4 separate regions of the Mus musculus genome follow, and regions 2, 3 and 4 are each linked to region 1. Evidence: chromatin contacts called from public ChIA-PET and HiChIP or PLAC-seq data. All regions are on one chromosome and are shown on one strand. Each heading gives the region's core, a stretch centred on a gene start, on an enhancer-like site or on the middle of the called end of the contact. The rest is flanking DNA. Distances are from core to core; before and after follow the strand shown.

Region 1 (3,511 bases), core at 643-3,142:
CTTTTCTTTTAAGGAGTTCTACTAAGCTGCTCAAATTGCCCACTGACTCCATGATCCTATGGCTTCAGCCAACGGCAGACCAATGAAGATTAAGATGTGTACCACCAAGCCCAGTTTACAATCTCATAGGTCCCTGAACCTACTTCAGCCATGAAAAGTCACTTCATTGATATGGCATAAAACATTTTTTACCTGAGGGCTCCAAACAGTGACATCATTGTCATACTGGTTTCGAAACTGAAAGTGGAAGAAAGATTAAATGAGAACATTACAAAGTTCAAATTTTAACATTAAGACATGTGTTTCAATTGTTACAGCCTCTCTCCTAGTGCAGCTTTCTTGAGACATTATTACAGCACTCAGTTTGCAATGCAATTCTACCTTAACAAGGTCCCTTAACCATGCTGGAGCTGTTGGGATGAATGGACTAGGTTCTCCCTAACTCTATATCCTGCCATTCTCCACAGCACTCCCCTTGGGTAGTCAAGTGCTAAAGAATGCACACACCAACTTTCCCTCCACTTTGCTCATACTGTTCTCTACACAGGGCTCTAATAATCTGGCAAAGGCCTTTTCTGTACATTGACTCAAATGTCTATCTTTGAAGGTTTCTTCTTTTCTCCGAAAATTCTCAGCACAATATTCCAACAGAGCTTGAAGGTTTCTTCTTTTCTCTGAAAATTCTCAGCACAATATTCCAGCAGAGCTTTGAGATACAGGTTTCATGAAGCCCAGTCTGGCTTTTTCCTATATACCTGGGAAAATGATCTTGAAGTCCTGTCTCAACCTACCAAGTGCTCAGATTACAGGTGTCTGCTATCATGACCAACTATACATATTTTTTTCTTCTTTTCTTCCTTCCTTTTTTTTTTTTTTTTTTTTTTTTTTGGTGTCGGTCTCTACACTATGGATGTCCTGGAACTTTGACTTAGGCTTGCCTCAAACTCACAGAATTCTGCCTCTCTGCTTCCTAAGTGCTGGGATTAAACTCGTGTACCATAACACCTTCCAACATACCTTTTTTATCTTTATAGTATGAATAAAGTTATGTTTGGTTTAACTTTGAGCTCTCTACCTGCACCCTGTCACTGGATGAATTAACATATACACAAATCCTCAGTAAAGAGGTGGGCACAAATTGCTACCGTGGCAGACCCACTACAGCCATAATGTCATTACTAAAGCAAGTGTATCGGCTCTTAGGAGAATACTCATAATGGCAAAAAAGGCAAGAGTTCGCATGGCAGACTCCACAGAAGCAGCTCAGGGCCCTGTGCTGTAAACCTGAATCCATTACTTCCCCTTTTAGAACAAAGTGACTGTATGGAGTCTTTCCCGACGGCATTCTAATGAGACAGATTAAGACAGACCCACAAGGAAGATGAATTTGGTCTAAAGACCTGACTGCAGGCTCAGGTCTGCGCAGGCGATGCCAGGTGCACCCCTCCATTCCTATAGCCTTCCTCCTATGCAGATGACAAAGGACCATAGGGCATCTTGAAATCGGCCACCTAAGTAAATTGAGAGGGGAGGGCCTCTGGCTGGGCGAGGGAGAGCGCCTGGACCCCACGTAAGGTGGAGAAGCTGAGCGAAAGGCCGCCCAGGTTACTGATCGTTTCCCGCCGGCCAGGCCGCAGATGCTGAATCACTGTAGGAGACTGTCCGTGAGGTAAGCTCCCTCTCCCACCGCCCCACGCCCCAGGGAACAGAGGCCGATCCCCGACCACGTCAGTGTACCTCAGCCCCAAACCCTTCGAGGACTCGGGGCTCAACACACCATAGCTCCGGCGCAGCGACAACCTGACCCAGCAGCGGACACAGGAACACGGCCCCAACTACGGTTCGGTGATCGTCAAAGAAGCCTGCGGAGTCTTGACGGCGGCGACGCAGGAAGTGCAATCTATCCCAGAGCCACGGATCGGCGTCTAACGCTGCCCCGCCCTCCAGCCTTAAGTGGGCGGGGCCTGCGAAAGCTGAGAACGTGGGATTGGCAGGAAGCTCCGGGGTGGGAAAGCCAATGCGCAGAGAAAGCGGGGGGCGTGGCTTCACGTCACGCCCAGAGTTTCCTTGCTTTTTTTTTTTTTAATCCCCAAGTGGATTGCAGATTCCCGCCAACTCTCGGTCCTCTCAGTTGAACGTCGCCACCTAGCTCGGGATGGTGCGGTGGTCCCTCATAGATCTGTCACAGTGCACAGAGAGGTTTGGGAAACAGCGTGTCTGAAAGAGGCTGCAGAAAAAAAAAAAAAAAAAACAAGTGTGTGTGTGTGTGTGTGTGTGTGTGTGTGTGTTCATATTCCTGGCCTGAGATGCTTGAGTACTTGGAGAGCCCATCCTTAAAGGCTCCATGGTCTCGCATGATCGTGATACTTATGATCATTAGTTGCTATTGTAGGACCTGGTTTCTGTCCTGGCACTTGATCTTCTGCTGTCCACAACCAAATACCGTATCTGGTAGATTAGGCCACTAGGGGGAAGGTGCGAGTTTTCTTACGAGTTTTAAAAGAGTATGTTTTGGTTTAATCCCCAAATGAAATCAAGACTGCTAATTCTGTTGAATAACGTGTACCCAGAGTCAGGTAAGGATCTTTAAGGATCTGAACTTTGATGGCGGAGTAACACATCATTTAAATGTCTATGTTCACAGTAATTAGTATCACATTCTAAATATTTTCATGTCTGTATATATATGTACATTTTTTGTTTTTACATTTGTTTTGTGTGTGTGTCTGTGTCCCTGCATACCCTTTTTTGGGAGTCTGAAGACAACTTGAAGTTGGTGGTTCTCTCCTTGCGCCACGTGGATTCTGGGATTGAACTCAGGTTCACAGCTTGGCAGCTAATATAGCAATCCTCTGAACCATCATGCTTTTTGCTTTTCTTTTTCTCATCTCTCTCTGGGTTTGCACCCTCCCTCCCTCGTTTATATGCTCTCAACAGTTAATTAGATTGCTTTGTTCTTTAAATTCACCAACACTGGCTCTTGTTATTTTTAAAAATTTCTGACTTTAAATTGATAGATAGTGCTGTTTTGTTTTCGCAGCACCAGCACGGTGCCTAGCACATATTAGGTACATAATTTGTATTGCTGAATGAACAATGGATTTGGAATGAATGGGAAAATTAAATGCTCATTTAAAAATGGTTGTGGAACTGCAGAGTGCTGTCTACAACCTTCTGCAACTCTAGGGAATCGGACCTCTTCCGGCTACCGTGACGCTTGTGCATACATGTTGTACTTCTTTTTTTTTTTTTAAATATTTTTTATTAGGTATTTTCCTCATTTACATTTCCAATGCTATCCCAAAAGGCCCCCATACCCTCCCCCCCCCCCCCACTCCCCTACTCACCCACTCCCACTTTTTGGCCCTGGCGTTCCCCTGTACTGGGGCATATAAAGTTTGCGTGTCCAATGGGCCTCTCTTTCCAGTGATGGCCGACTAGGCCATCTTTTGATACATGTTGTACTTCTATACAGAGAAAATACTCATAGACATAAAATAGTTTAAAGCAC
Region 2 (3,511 bases), core at 719-3,218, 250 kb after region 1:
CCTTGTGGATGCTACTCAAACATTCTACTGAGCTACAATCCTGAGTTCTTAGTAGCATCTATTAAAGAGTTCTTCATACATTTTAAATATAGTGGACTCCTAAATGCTATGACATCAGTGGTTTACCTTATAAAAATGCTGTGCACATAAGTTAACATGTGAGAAAGTCCCCAGTGTCATACATAGTGCATAGCCGTCTCGCAGTGCTCTCTTGGCATCCTGGATGAAAGTCAGAAGCATCAAATTGTACTTTCAGTTTTATTTCATTTATTTGTGTTTCTCTCTATAATAGAACCATGTCTTTATCACTTGAGCTGTGTAATATGCTTTGAAATTAGGAAGTATGAGTTCTCAGTGTTGCAATGTTCTATTTTTTTTCCTTTGAGGTGATTTTGGCCATTCAGTCTCTTGTATTTATACATTAATTATATATTCAGTTTACATTTTTATGCTCAAAAAGCGAGCTTGGATTTTGATTATATACAGTGTTGAATCTGCAGAAAAATTTGTAAATCATTGCCTTTTTAATGTTAGGTTTCTGTCAAATTTATATGTACTGCTGTTATCAAGAGCCTTCTGTCTAAGCTTTAAGTAGTTACTGAGTTTTTGTTTTGTTTCACTTTCTACATTTTTGTTGTTGCTTTTGTTTATTTTAACACAATATCTCATGTACTCCAGATGGTCCTTGAACTTAAAATGCTGACATGTATAGGTCTGCATCCCAGTCTCAACTACGTTTTTTAGTTTAATAGGGATATATTTTGCTATTTTTATTTTTAAAATTTAGTTTATAATTTAAGGGGGAATCCATGGTAGCTATAACACAGGAAAATGTTCAAGGTATTGACCTGATATTAATAATTAAAGTCTTGCTAGTAGCAGTTTGCCTACATAATTACATAATTACTGTTGTAAGGAGTGTTAAGCGTACAGTTTTTGAAAACTCAATATATATTGAAAACATAAACAGTATGGAAATAATGAACATTTTAAAATTAAATTATCATTCATGCATTAAAGTCATGTTAAAATTCTTGTGATATATTGACTCAAATTATGATTAAGAAATCATTTGGCCTTTGACAAGGCCTATTTCTAACTGATGAACACAACTGAGGACATCTTTTATCTCTTATCTTGTATTTTATGTGCTGCTTACTATAATACCTTTTACATTCTGGAATTTCTTCCAATCCCTTTAGCAGCAATGATAGCTTGACCATTTAGTCTTAGCTAATATAAAGACACAGAAGCAGGTAATGAGGTGTTAGGGACCAGAGTCACAGACAGGGGAAAACACACTGTTTCTATCAGGAGGAAACAGAGAAGTAGTATGAAGTAGTTCTGTTTCAGGCCTTTGTGTGTTCGTGCTTTTTGTTCTGTTCCATTGTAAAGAGCCTCATAGGAGGAAGAAGAAGAGAAAGAGAAATTGTAGTCAATGCAAGAAATGAAACATTTCTTCGGATGAGTTTTGAAAAGTAGCATCTCTATGAAAGAGCTTTGTTTGGTGATACCTCAAATTCCCTCATGTTCATATTGTTTTTAAATCAGATTTTAATCCCCTAGTTTTATTCATTTAGATCCTTTTCTATATCTACTATACATACTTAAATTTTTTCATTCAGTATATTTTGATCATATTCTTTCCCCTCCCCTACTTTCTCCCAGACCCTCCTCACCTTAATACCTACCCAACTACTTGTTCCTTCTGTCTGTCTGGCTCTCAAAAAACAAGAAAAAATAACAACAAAAATAAAATCACATCAAACTTTGAAAAAAGAAAATTAGAGAAAAGGTAACAAGATACCACACACAAACACATCCCCCAAAATACAGAGTCTGTGTTTTAGTTAACTACCCTTGGGTATAGGGCCTGTCCTGGAGTGTGACTTATGGTATACCTAATTTTATACTCCACTGGAGAAAGCTGACTTTCCCTTTCCCAGGAAGTTTCAGTTACAGTAGCTTCCTGGTTACGGGCAGGGCTTTGTCTACTTCCTCTTCTTGGTGCTAGAATTTTGTATGACTACTATGTTTAGCCCTTAAGAACAAATGTTTAGAAAATTATAAACTTAGGGTTTTCAGGTATTTATTAGTCCTAGCAAGAAAGCATCAATCTGGTGTCAGAATTCTCTAATGTCCTGCAAGATAAACAATGGGAAAGTATTTAAATCCTTTGAGTCTATTTAATTTCAATAAATTAATACTGATACTACTTATGAGAAATTCTATCCTTAGCATAATTGACAGGAAGTTAAATGCTAATGTTTGTTTACTATTTATTGCCACACAGATTCAGATGGTAGACTTGGTTCTGGACAGATTGCTTACATTTCTTCGAAGAGTTGCTGTATTCCAGATATGAGTTATGGCTGCCTATCTTCAAACATCCCTGCATTAGAATTGATGGCTTTGTATGTGGCAGCTGCCATGCACGATTACGATCACCCAGGAAGAACAAATGCGTTTCTAGTGGCTACAAATGCACCTCAGGTAGGAAAGAATTTTTCAGAAGCTTAAGAATAGTTCCAAAAAATTTTTATAACCGATTGCATATCACTCTATAATCTGTCTTTCTTGTGAGTCATGTTTTCAGTAAACTCTTCATTATAATTAATTGGTGAAAGCACATGATGATGAATGCTAAGAGGATTTTGAAAAATTAGTTTCTTCAGCTATAAAAAAGAATAGTTTATAACTCCATGTTTCATGAATTCTATATCTTGATTGAAATATTTTTGTCTTCTAACAAATTGATAAAGCTCTGGTTAGATCATTGTTCTTTCTGATTGGGTCCATAGTGTGGCTAAAAGTTGTAATAACTAAGGAGAGCCTTAATGGTTTGTTCTTTCCATTTTTCTCCTATGATTTATCTTAATATCTTTACCTTCTGTTCCTTAGCTATGAACATATTAGTGCACTAACAATTTCTTTCTTGGGGGTGATGAGATGCCTTACCAGGTGAAAGTACCTCCCTCCAAGCATGACAACCTGAGTTTAATCTCTGGGGCTGGCTTGATAGAAAGAGAAAACCAGTTACGTCAAGCTGTCCTCAGACCTCCACACATGTGCCATGGCATGCAGATGTATCCTCATCTCACATAAACAAATAAGTAAATACAAATGTAGTAAGAAGATAGACAACAATTTATTTTGGTATAGTATTTTATATGGAGGGAATATAGCTGATCAAGTACCAAACTCTTTTAGGGTCAGATCACAGTCTAAATAAAGTAGTATGAATTCCCAACATGAATACTGTAACTGCCATAACTTTAAACATGAGAACTTGGAACTAAACATGGTTTTTAGAAGAATTTAATGTGGTTTGAGGTATTTGTGTTGTAGATTGCTGCAATGTTGTATATATGTTTCTAACCAACATATAACCAGTAATCAACATCATAAAGAGTAACCAATGTTATTATTTGTGATGAATTCATCTGTCTTCACTTTTAGTATTCTGTCTTAAATTTAGTTCCATTTATCATTTGTAGCCATTTTCTGTTCC
Region 3 (3,511 bases), core at 559-3,058, 260 kb before region 1:
GCCTATGACATGTTGTTAAGATGCCCTAAAAGGTGAAGGCCAAGTGCCCAGTTAGGACCTAGCTCTGAATTTCAGGGTTCAGAGTCTCTGCAGATGCATAACTGAGTCAAGGGTAAATCAGAGACTGCCCAAAACCAGGGTCACTTGACAGCGCGGGGGTGGGGGGGTGTGGAGGTTAAGAATAAGGCTTAGGACAGAGCCCCCAAGAGCCCCCACTCTTCATGGTAAAGCCTTGGCTTCAAATGAAACCAAAAGAGAACAGCACAAAGGTGCCCAAGGAAAGAGTAGCTCCCTGGAACCCAGGGAAGACTGAGGGACACAGCCAGCTAGGCCCTACCCAGCATGAAGTCAGTCAATAGAGTCACAGACACTAAGCCACTGTGCCCTTCTGCTGTGGGATGGGAGAACCCTGCATGCAGCAGGGGAAACCTTAACCCTGCTGTAGAAGACAAAGTCTGACTTGGTTGTGACGCAGAAGGGAAGAAAATCGAGTTGGATTTGTGTGTGTGTGTGTGTGTGTGTGTGTGTGTGTGTGTGTGTGTGTGTGTTTTGGTGGCTTGGAGGTGTTTTAGGTTTTGGTGACGGGGTTGTTTCTCTCTCTCTCTCTCTCTCTCTCTCTCTCTCTCTGTGTGTGTGTGTGTGTGTGTGTGTGTGTGTGTGTGTGTTACTTCCAACGGGTGAAAGACATGTTGAAATTTGAAAGAAGTATTATATGGGGAATACCTTCCCACACTTTACCTGCCCCTCAGACTTTCTGAGACCCAGTGGAAACAAAGATAAAAAAAAAGGAAGGAAGGAAGGAAGAAAGAAAGAGAGAGAGAGAGAGAGAGAGAGAGAGAGAGAGAGAGAGAGAGAGAGAGAAAGAAAGAAAGAAAGAAAGAAAGAAAGAAAGAAAGAAAGAAAAAACAAAAAATTAATTGATGGCAAACACTCAGTTCACAAACAGCCCAAACCTTTCCACCCCACACTATGGGCTCATTTAGGGAAAGGAATTTTCCTTTGATTTTCCCAAACCCTCTATTCCCCTTTCCTTTCCAAATCTCATTAGGAAGTCAAATTAGGAAGCCTGCACGAAGCCAGGTTTTGTTTTGCACTAACAACCCCGCCCCCCCACCACCCCCATTCTCCCCCCCCCCCCCATCCCCATCCCTGCAAGTCTGATGGAGGTTAATGGGATTCCAGCCTCTTCACCCAGTGGAAAAGCCAGGGTGACCTACTTTGCAAAGCACTGCCTGTTGAAACTGACTTTTTTTCTCAGCAGTCTTCATCCGCATTCCCAGCACCCCTTCTCAAAGGGCAGGAGCGGATGAACGAATCAACGGTGACATGTTTGATTCAATAAATCAAGCCAGAGCCCTGACAGCCCAATGTTCGGGTAGAGACAGGGAAAGACGAATTCCGAGCAAAGCCGCATCCTTCACTGGTTCTTTGCAAACACAAGTGAGAAACAGTTCCTGCAATCATTGTGAATTTGCACTACTCCAGGGTGGTCTGAATGCTAAGAATTACCGGAACTTTCAAAGATATTCATCTCCTGGAAAGGACTGGCATTCCCCCTAAATTATTCCCACCCATTCCTCTTGGTTATCTCTTGCTTAGACAATGGCCGGTGTTTGTGAGATCAGCGGTGCAAAGACTGGGTCTACTTCTCCAGAAATGAAACCAGAAACAGCCCTCGGATTCCGAGGTCCCTCTTGCCTCCTCCTAGCAAGAGTCACCTGGGTCCATCGACGCCCGTGGGGTAGTAAAGGAACTCGGACTTGAGCAGGTGGTAGATCTGCATGTCCAGATGGACTTGGAATCCCAAATACCTTCTGGTTAGAAACTAATGTTGCAAAAACTTGACAAACCCTGATCCGCCAGCACCGTGCTTCAGTCTAATGAATGGCTTGGGCGCCCCCTAGTGGCTTAATAGAGTTCCTGCACTTGAGAAAACAAATTGAGACCAAAGTAAAACCTTTTAAAAACTATTACTAGGTAGGTCTCACTGGTGAGGATTTGTAACTTAGAAGGCAAGGACCAGAGTGTAGATTGATCATAAAATCATCTCTCGCCTCTTTTCCTCTGTGGTATTTTGGGAAGTTTTGCTGAAAATGAGGCACTGTACTGTCAGGAACCAATGAGAAGCCATTTCTTCACAGTTAAATACACTGGTCCCATATTGCAGGTTTAGTAACTACAAGGAAAGGTGGGGTTAAAAGCACTCGCTTCTCTGCCCTCATCCCATGCACCTCACCCTCTCAGAGGTCAGGAAAGACATTTCTTCATGTACATATTTATTTTTAATTTATGTGTGTGTAAACTGTTCATAACTTTACTAGGACTGGGTCTTTTTCTCAGAGATGTGGCTTATCACTGTGTAGATGCTGACACTTTTCAATTATGCTGGATGGGGACACTTTTATGACACTCTTATTTTTCTTGGCACCAGAGGTCTTCTGATTCACATCTTAGGTGCCCTCCAGAAAGCTAGAGGCTTGGTCTCCAGCTGTGGCATTCTTAAGAGGTGATGGAAACTTTAAGACTTGGTAAAAAGGCTCACTGGTGGTGGTGCACACCTTTAATCCCAGCACTCTGAGGCAGAGGCAGCTGGAGCTCTGAGTTTGAGGCCAGCCTGGTCAACAGAGTGAGTTCTAGGACAGCCTGGGCTACACAGCGAAACTCTGGGGCAGGGGAGGATGGAAAGAAGTTAGGCCTGTGGAGGTGTGTGCCTGGAACATCTGCTAGGACCCACCTATCCACCCACCCCTCACCCCACCCCAACCCACCCCACCCCTCACCACCTTCTTGTAGCCCCACCATGGTGCACTACGCTGCCCAGTCACAAGGAAATGTGGTCAGGTGACCATGGATTAAAATCTCTGACACCATTAGCCAAAACAAGTTTTTCTTCTTCAAAGACATTTTTCTCCAATGTTTTGTCAGTGGCAGTGGCAGAAAGCCAGAACGAGAGGGTCCATGGAGACTTTTACATTTTGAAATATTTGTGTATAGATATAATGACATGCCTCGGTGACAGGACCCAAATTTCAGCATGCGACAGGTTGCATGCACACCTTTTACAGGAGAATACGTTTGCACAATATTTGAATGCATCTGCCATTTGCCTGTGACCCATCGTGTGGGGTCAAGCGTGGAACTCCCTATTTGGGTTTCATGTTACCGCTCAGGAAGCTTCAGATTTGGGGGGTTTTAAGATTTGTAATACCAAGCAGTTCTGGTCATTACCCACAAGTGTTAACTGATGTTAATTCAATCTGTTTCTTTTGTGGTTGCTTTTCCTGTTTCAAATCTGAGAAAGGAAACATTTCTTTTCTCTTCTTTTCTTTTTATCCCCACCTTGAAAAGTAACATTTCTTAGTAGACACTTTTCTTAAATGTTTGACATTTCTCTACAGTCTGGATATTGGGTTCTAGAGCTGTATGGTGTTCCTTGCAAATCTGATGTTTTGTTTTGTTTTGTTTTTTTTAGTTGATTCAGTCTGACAGCACTTGGTGTCCAGCCTTTCCT
Region 4 (3,511 bases), core at 609-3,108, 180 kb after region 1:
GTAGCTAACAAAAGGTTTTTGTTTTATAGTTGTGGACTACTGCTGGTCATGCTGTTTCTGAGATAATTTATTGGTATTTCCTTTCCTATTGCATATACATATGCCCAGAAGCTGGAAAGAACCCAGATGTCCCTCAACAGAGGAATGGATTTAGCAAATGTGGTACATTTACACAATGGAGTACTACTCAGCTATTAAAAACAAAGAATTCATGAAATTCTTAGACAAATGGATGGATCTGGAGGATATCATTCTAAGTGAGGTAACCCAATCACAAAATAACACACATGATAGGCACTCACTGATAAGTGGATATTAGCCCAGAAGCTTAGAATACCCAAGATACAATTTGCAAAACACATGAAACTCAAGAAGAAGGAAGACCAAAGTGTGGATACTTCAATCCTTCTTAAAAGGGGAACAAAATACCCATGGAAGTTGTTACAGAGACAAAGTTCGGAGCAGAGACTGAAGGAATTACCATCCAGAAACTGCCCCACCTGGGGATCCATCCCATAAACAACCACCAAACCCAGACACTATTGCATATGCCAACAAGAGATTGCTCACAGGAACCTGATATAGCTGTCTCCTGAGAGGCTCTGCCAGTGCCTGACTAATACAGAAGTAGGTGCTCACAGTCATCCATTAGACAGAGCACAGGGTCCCCAATGAAGGAGCTAGAGAAAGTACCCAAGGAGCTGAAGGGGTTTGCAGCCCCCTAGGAAGCACAACAATATGAACTAACCAGTAACCCCAGAACGCTCTGGGACTAAACCACCAATCAAAGAAAACACACGGAGGGACTCGTGGCTCTAGCTGTATATGTAGCAGAGGATGGCCTAGTTGGTCATCAATGGGAGGAGAGACCCTTGGTCCTGTGAAGGCTCTCTGCCCCAGTATAGGGGAATGCCTGGGCCAGGAAGCAGGAGTGGGTGGGTTGGGGAATAGGGGGAGGGAGGAGAGGATGGGGATTTTTGGAGGGGATACTAGGACAGGGGATAACAGTTGAAATGTAAATAAAGAAAATATCTAATAAAAAAATGAAATGAACAAACAAACATGTGGATAGATGAAGTTGCCAAGGAAGAGTATATCCAGAACACAAACGGGGACTCAGATTTAAGTATTGGGCCACAATTCCATTGTAAACCAGAGGAAGAGGACTTGAGAAGTAGGAGAGACACCCAGGAGAGGAGATCACTTAAACCTCGATGGGGGTGGGGTGAGTGGGGGAGGTTTTGAGGATACAAACTAGGTTGGATAATTTTGAAAAGCTGATGCAGAGGTGATTTGTAAATTGTTATAGGATTTTGCAAAGTGAGGATTGTTTTTGTCCTTTAAAAGTTGTTTCAGCCAAATTGTTGCCGTCAACATCAGATCAGAGCAGGCAGAACAGTCCCTGGGACGAGGGGGAAGAGAAGAGGGGGAAGAGAACAGTCCCTGGGACGAGGGGAAGAGAAGAGGGGGAAGAGAAGACCCTTTTGAGAAACCTTTAGCTGCTCTGGGGAAGGACAGAGAACTGAACAGTTACTTATGAGGAGGAAGTACATTCTCTAGAGTGAAGAGGCTTTTTTGTTTTGTTTTGTTTTTTGTTTTTGTATTCTCTAGAGTACTTCTGAACTTAGGATGCATCTATCCTTGCTATCTTCTCTCTTAAAGTGAAGTCTGTCAATTATCTGTTACCTGGAAGATTGATTCCTAATACCTTTTTGCAGGAAGAGGAAGGCTAGTTTATTTTTCACATTTTCTGTGTACTATAGTTCTCTCTTTCATTTTGTTAGAGTCCTTAGCAAGTGGTTCCTGTTTCTTTGAATGATAAGGACTGAAGCTTCTGCTTTTCTATGTTGTAATAGCTGTCAGGGAAAATTTGAGTGACAGTGCTAGTGATAACTGTAATTAGACAATATATAATGACGTTTACTGTGCAGATGGGGCTATTTGAGAAGACATGTTTAAATTTTTTTCTTCTGATTTGTACATGTGACACACCTGTACCTACCCATCCGTACACAGCTCCCTGTAAGCATACGGTGCCACAGTGTACATGTGGAAGTCAGAAGACAGCCTCCACAGTTTTCTCCTTAGACTTTGCTTCTAAAGCAAGCTCTGTGATATTGTTTCTGTCTTGCTGTGTATCCACACTAGATGGCCCATGAGCTTCCAGGTGGCTTCTGACATTTTTACCAACTGACCCTTCTTGTTGGTCCCTGCTTTTAAAATTTTAATATTGAAAGCCACATGAAAGCCACATGAAAGGAGTGGTTATTAACCTCAACAGAGAAACTATGGGCCGAGAAACGGTCTGTATTGTTGTAGAGCTTTTCTTCTCAGCCACCTTGTTTATTGGGCTCTGCATTTACAAAGCAATGTCTCATCTTCTTCAGTATATATCTTTGATAAATCATTTTAGCAGATAATTCTTTGCTTTTATGTCTATTATAAAAGTGTATATTTAGTATTCAATCATTTGTAACTTTATTATCTTTGAGAATCAAATTCTAAAACTAGATGGGATATTTAATTAAATAGTAATGAAAATAAATTTACTAATAGGCAGACATTTTGCTAAGCTGTTTCATTCCTTCTTTATGTTGTTGTTTACTTTGATAGCTGTGAATTTGAGTTTTTAATGTATTTGTACTCTTAACAATGAGTGCATTTGTTTCTTGTTTTGCTGTTCTTTTATATGGTTTACCATTTCTAGGATGACAGAGTAGGCCATCAGATTACCATTCTTAAACAACACTCTTGGTTTTATGACATTTCATTTTGACAATGCTAAAGAACATGCTCACAGGCTTCATTAATGAGTGTTAATGCTGTATCTATGGGTGCTCTACCTACTACAGAAAATTGTAATTTGTATATTAGTAAGCATTAGAATATGTAATTAAAGTTCTTGTTAGTAAAATGCTTAAGTTGCAAATAGAGTTCATGGGTTTAAGTCTTTGTTATTTTACTATCAGAATTAAAATTTTAAGTTATAGCCAGGCGTGGTGGCGCACGCCTTTAATCCCAGCACTCGGGAGGCAGAGGCAGGCAGATTTCTGAGTTCGAGGCCAGCCTGGTCTACAAAGTGAGTTCCAGGACAGCCAGGGCTACACAGAGAAACCCTGTCTCGAAAAACAACAAACAAACAAACAAACAAACAAAAAACAAACAAACAATTTTAAGTTATAAACTTAAACTCCTTCATTTCAGATAATTGACCAAAGTATCTGTGGTTGATTGTGTTATGAAGTTATTTTATAATAATGATAGGATAAACATATTTTATACTTTTTCTGAAAATTATTTACTCATAACTTAATGAAAGTATTTCTACTGTGACACTTTTGAAAGGTCTGTTTTTTTTTGATGACAGTATAATGAATGTCCGAGGCAATGCAGATGACCCAGGGAGATTGTGCTGCAAGTTCTTGCTGGACCCCTGGCAAAGGAGTGATCTGTTAAAGGCCAGTGTCACCTTGGGCTCTGTGAGGCTAGGGTGTTCACTGCCTGCTGTTCA

Evidence for each region. ChIA-PET counts read pairs in DNA pulled down with a chosen protein or histone mark. HiChIP or PLAC-seq counts read pairs in DNA pulled down with a chosen protein or histone mark.
Region 2: a contact with region 1 is called in an H3K4me3 HiChIP or PLAC-seq map of bone marrow-derived macrophages, with 5 times the contacts expected there. The contact joins the enhancer-like site here to the promoter of Psma1 in region 1. A contact is called at or near these places in 4 of 39 promoter capture datasets (the C10 cell line, the HPC-7 cell line, liver and 1 more), 2 of 15 datasets of contacts at CTCF or cohesin (large pre-B cells and pro-B cells), 2 of 484 Hi-C or Micro-C datasets (CD8 T cells and nephron progenitors), 11 of 115 datasets of contacts at active chromatin or transcription factors (the 230-238 cell line, the SCID.adh cell line, T-cell acute lymphoblastic leukemia and 6 more) and 3 of 9 other capture datasets (adipose tissue, liver and pancreatic islet).
Region 3: a contact with region 1 is called in an RNA polymerase II ChIA-PET map of memory CD8 T cells, with 8 read pairs. The contact joins the enhancer-like site here to the promoter of Psma1 in region 1. A contact is called at or near these places in 3 of 115 datasets of contacts at active chromatin or transcription factors (embryonic stem cells, extraembryonic endoderm stem cells and memory CD8 T cells).
Region 4: a contact with region 1 is called in an H3K4me3 HiChIP or PLAC-seq map of bone marrow-derived macrophages, with 5 times the contacts expected there. The contact joins the enhancer-like site here to the promoter of Psma1 in region 1. A contact is called at or near these places in 9 of 39 promoter capture datasets (the 3T3-L1 cell line, 3T3-L1-derived adipocytes, the C10 cell line and 5 more), 3 of 15 datasets of contacts at CTCF or cohesin (large pre-B cells, pro-B cells and thymocytes), 2 of 484 Hi-C or Micro-C datasets (bone marrow-derived macrophages and neutrophils), 11 of 115 datasets of contacts at active chromatin or transcription factors (the 230-238 cell line, CD8 T cells, the HPC-7 cell line and 7 more) and 3 of 9 other capture datasets (adipose tissue, liver and pancreatic islet).

What each region holds. Positions count from the first base shown.
Region 1 is chr7:114,274,224-114,277,734 of GRCm38.p6, forward strand. It overlaps Psma1 (proteasome subunit alpha 1), which reads right to left and starts at 1,893. Exons shown (of 10, transcript NM_011965.2): 1 at 1,778-1,893; 2 at 193-237. The coding sequence starts at 1,780.
Region 2 is chr7:114,524,488-114,527,998 of GRCm38.p6, forward strand. Pde3b (phosphodiesterase 3B, cGMP-inhibited) reads left to right here. Exons shown (of 16, transcript NM_011055.2): 12 at 2,294-2,493. Among named protein-coding and RNA genes, the nearest start is that of Cyp2r1, 37 kb to the right of the region's middle. Within about 2 kb of position 1,969, at least 14 of the 459 cell types and tissues checked have an H3K27ac peak or open chromatin away from gene starts, as enhancers often do. A contact at or near this core is called in the HPC-7 cell line, adipose tissue, bone marrow-derived macrophages and 1 more, where this site is marked.
Region 3 is chr7:114,019,108-114,022,618 of GRCm38.p6, forward strand. All of the region lies in intron 7 of Spon1 (spondin 1, (f-spondin) extracellular matrix protein), which reads left to right. Among named protein-coding and RNA genes, the nearest start is that of Gm51454, 16 kb to the right of the region's middle. Within about 2 kb of position 1,809, at least 81 of the 459 cell types and tissues checked have an H3K27ac peak or open chromatin away from gene starts, as enhancers often do. A contact at or near this core is called in memory CD8 T cells, where this site is marked.
Region 4 is chr7:114,451,568-114,455,078 of GRCm38.p6, forward strand. The region is part of intron 1 of Pde3b (phosphodiesterase 3B, cGMP-inhibited); the gene reads left to right. Among named protein-coding and RNA genes, the nearest start is that of Pde3b, 38 kb to the left of the region's middle. Within about 2 kb of position 1,859, at least 99 of the 459 cell types and tissues checked have an H3K27ac peak or open chromatin away from gene starts, as enhancers often do. A contact at or near this core is called in the 230-238 cell line, CD8 T cells, the HPC-7 cell line and 7 more, where this site is marked.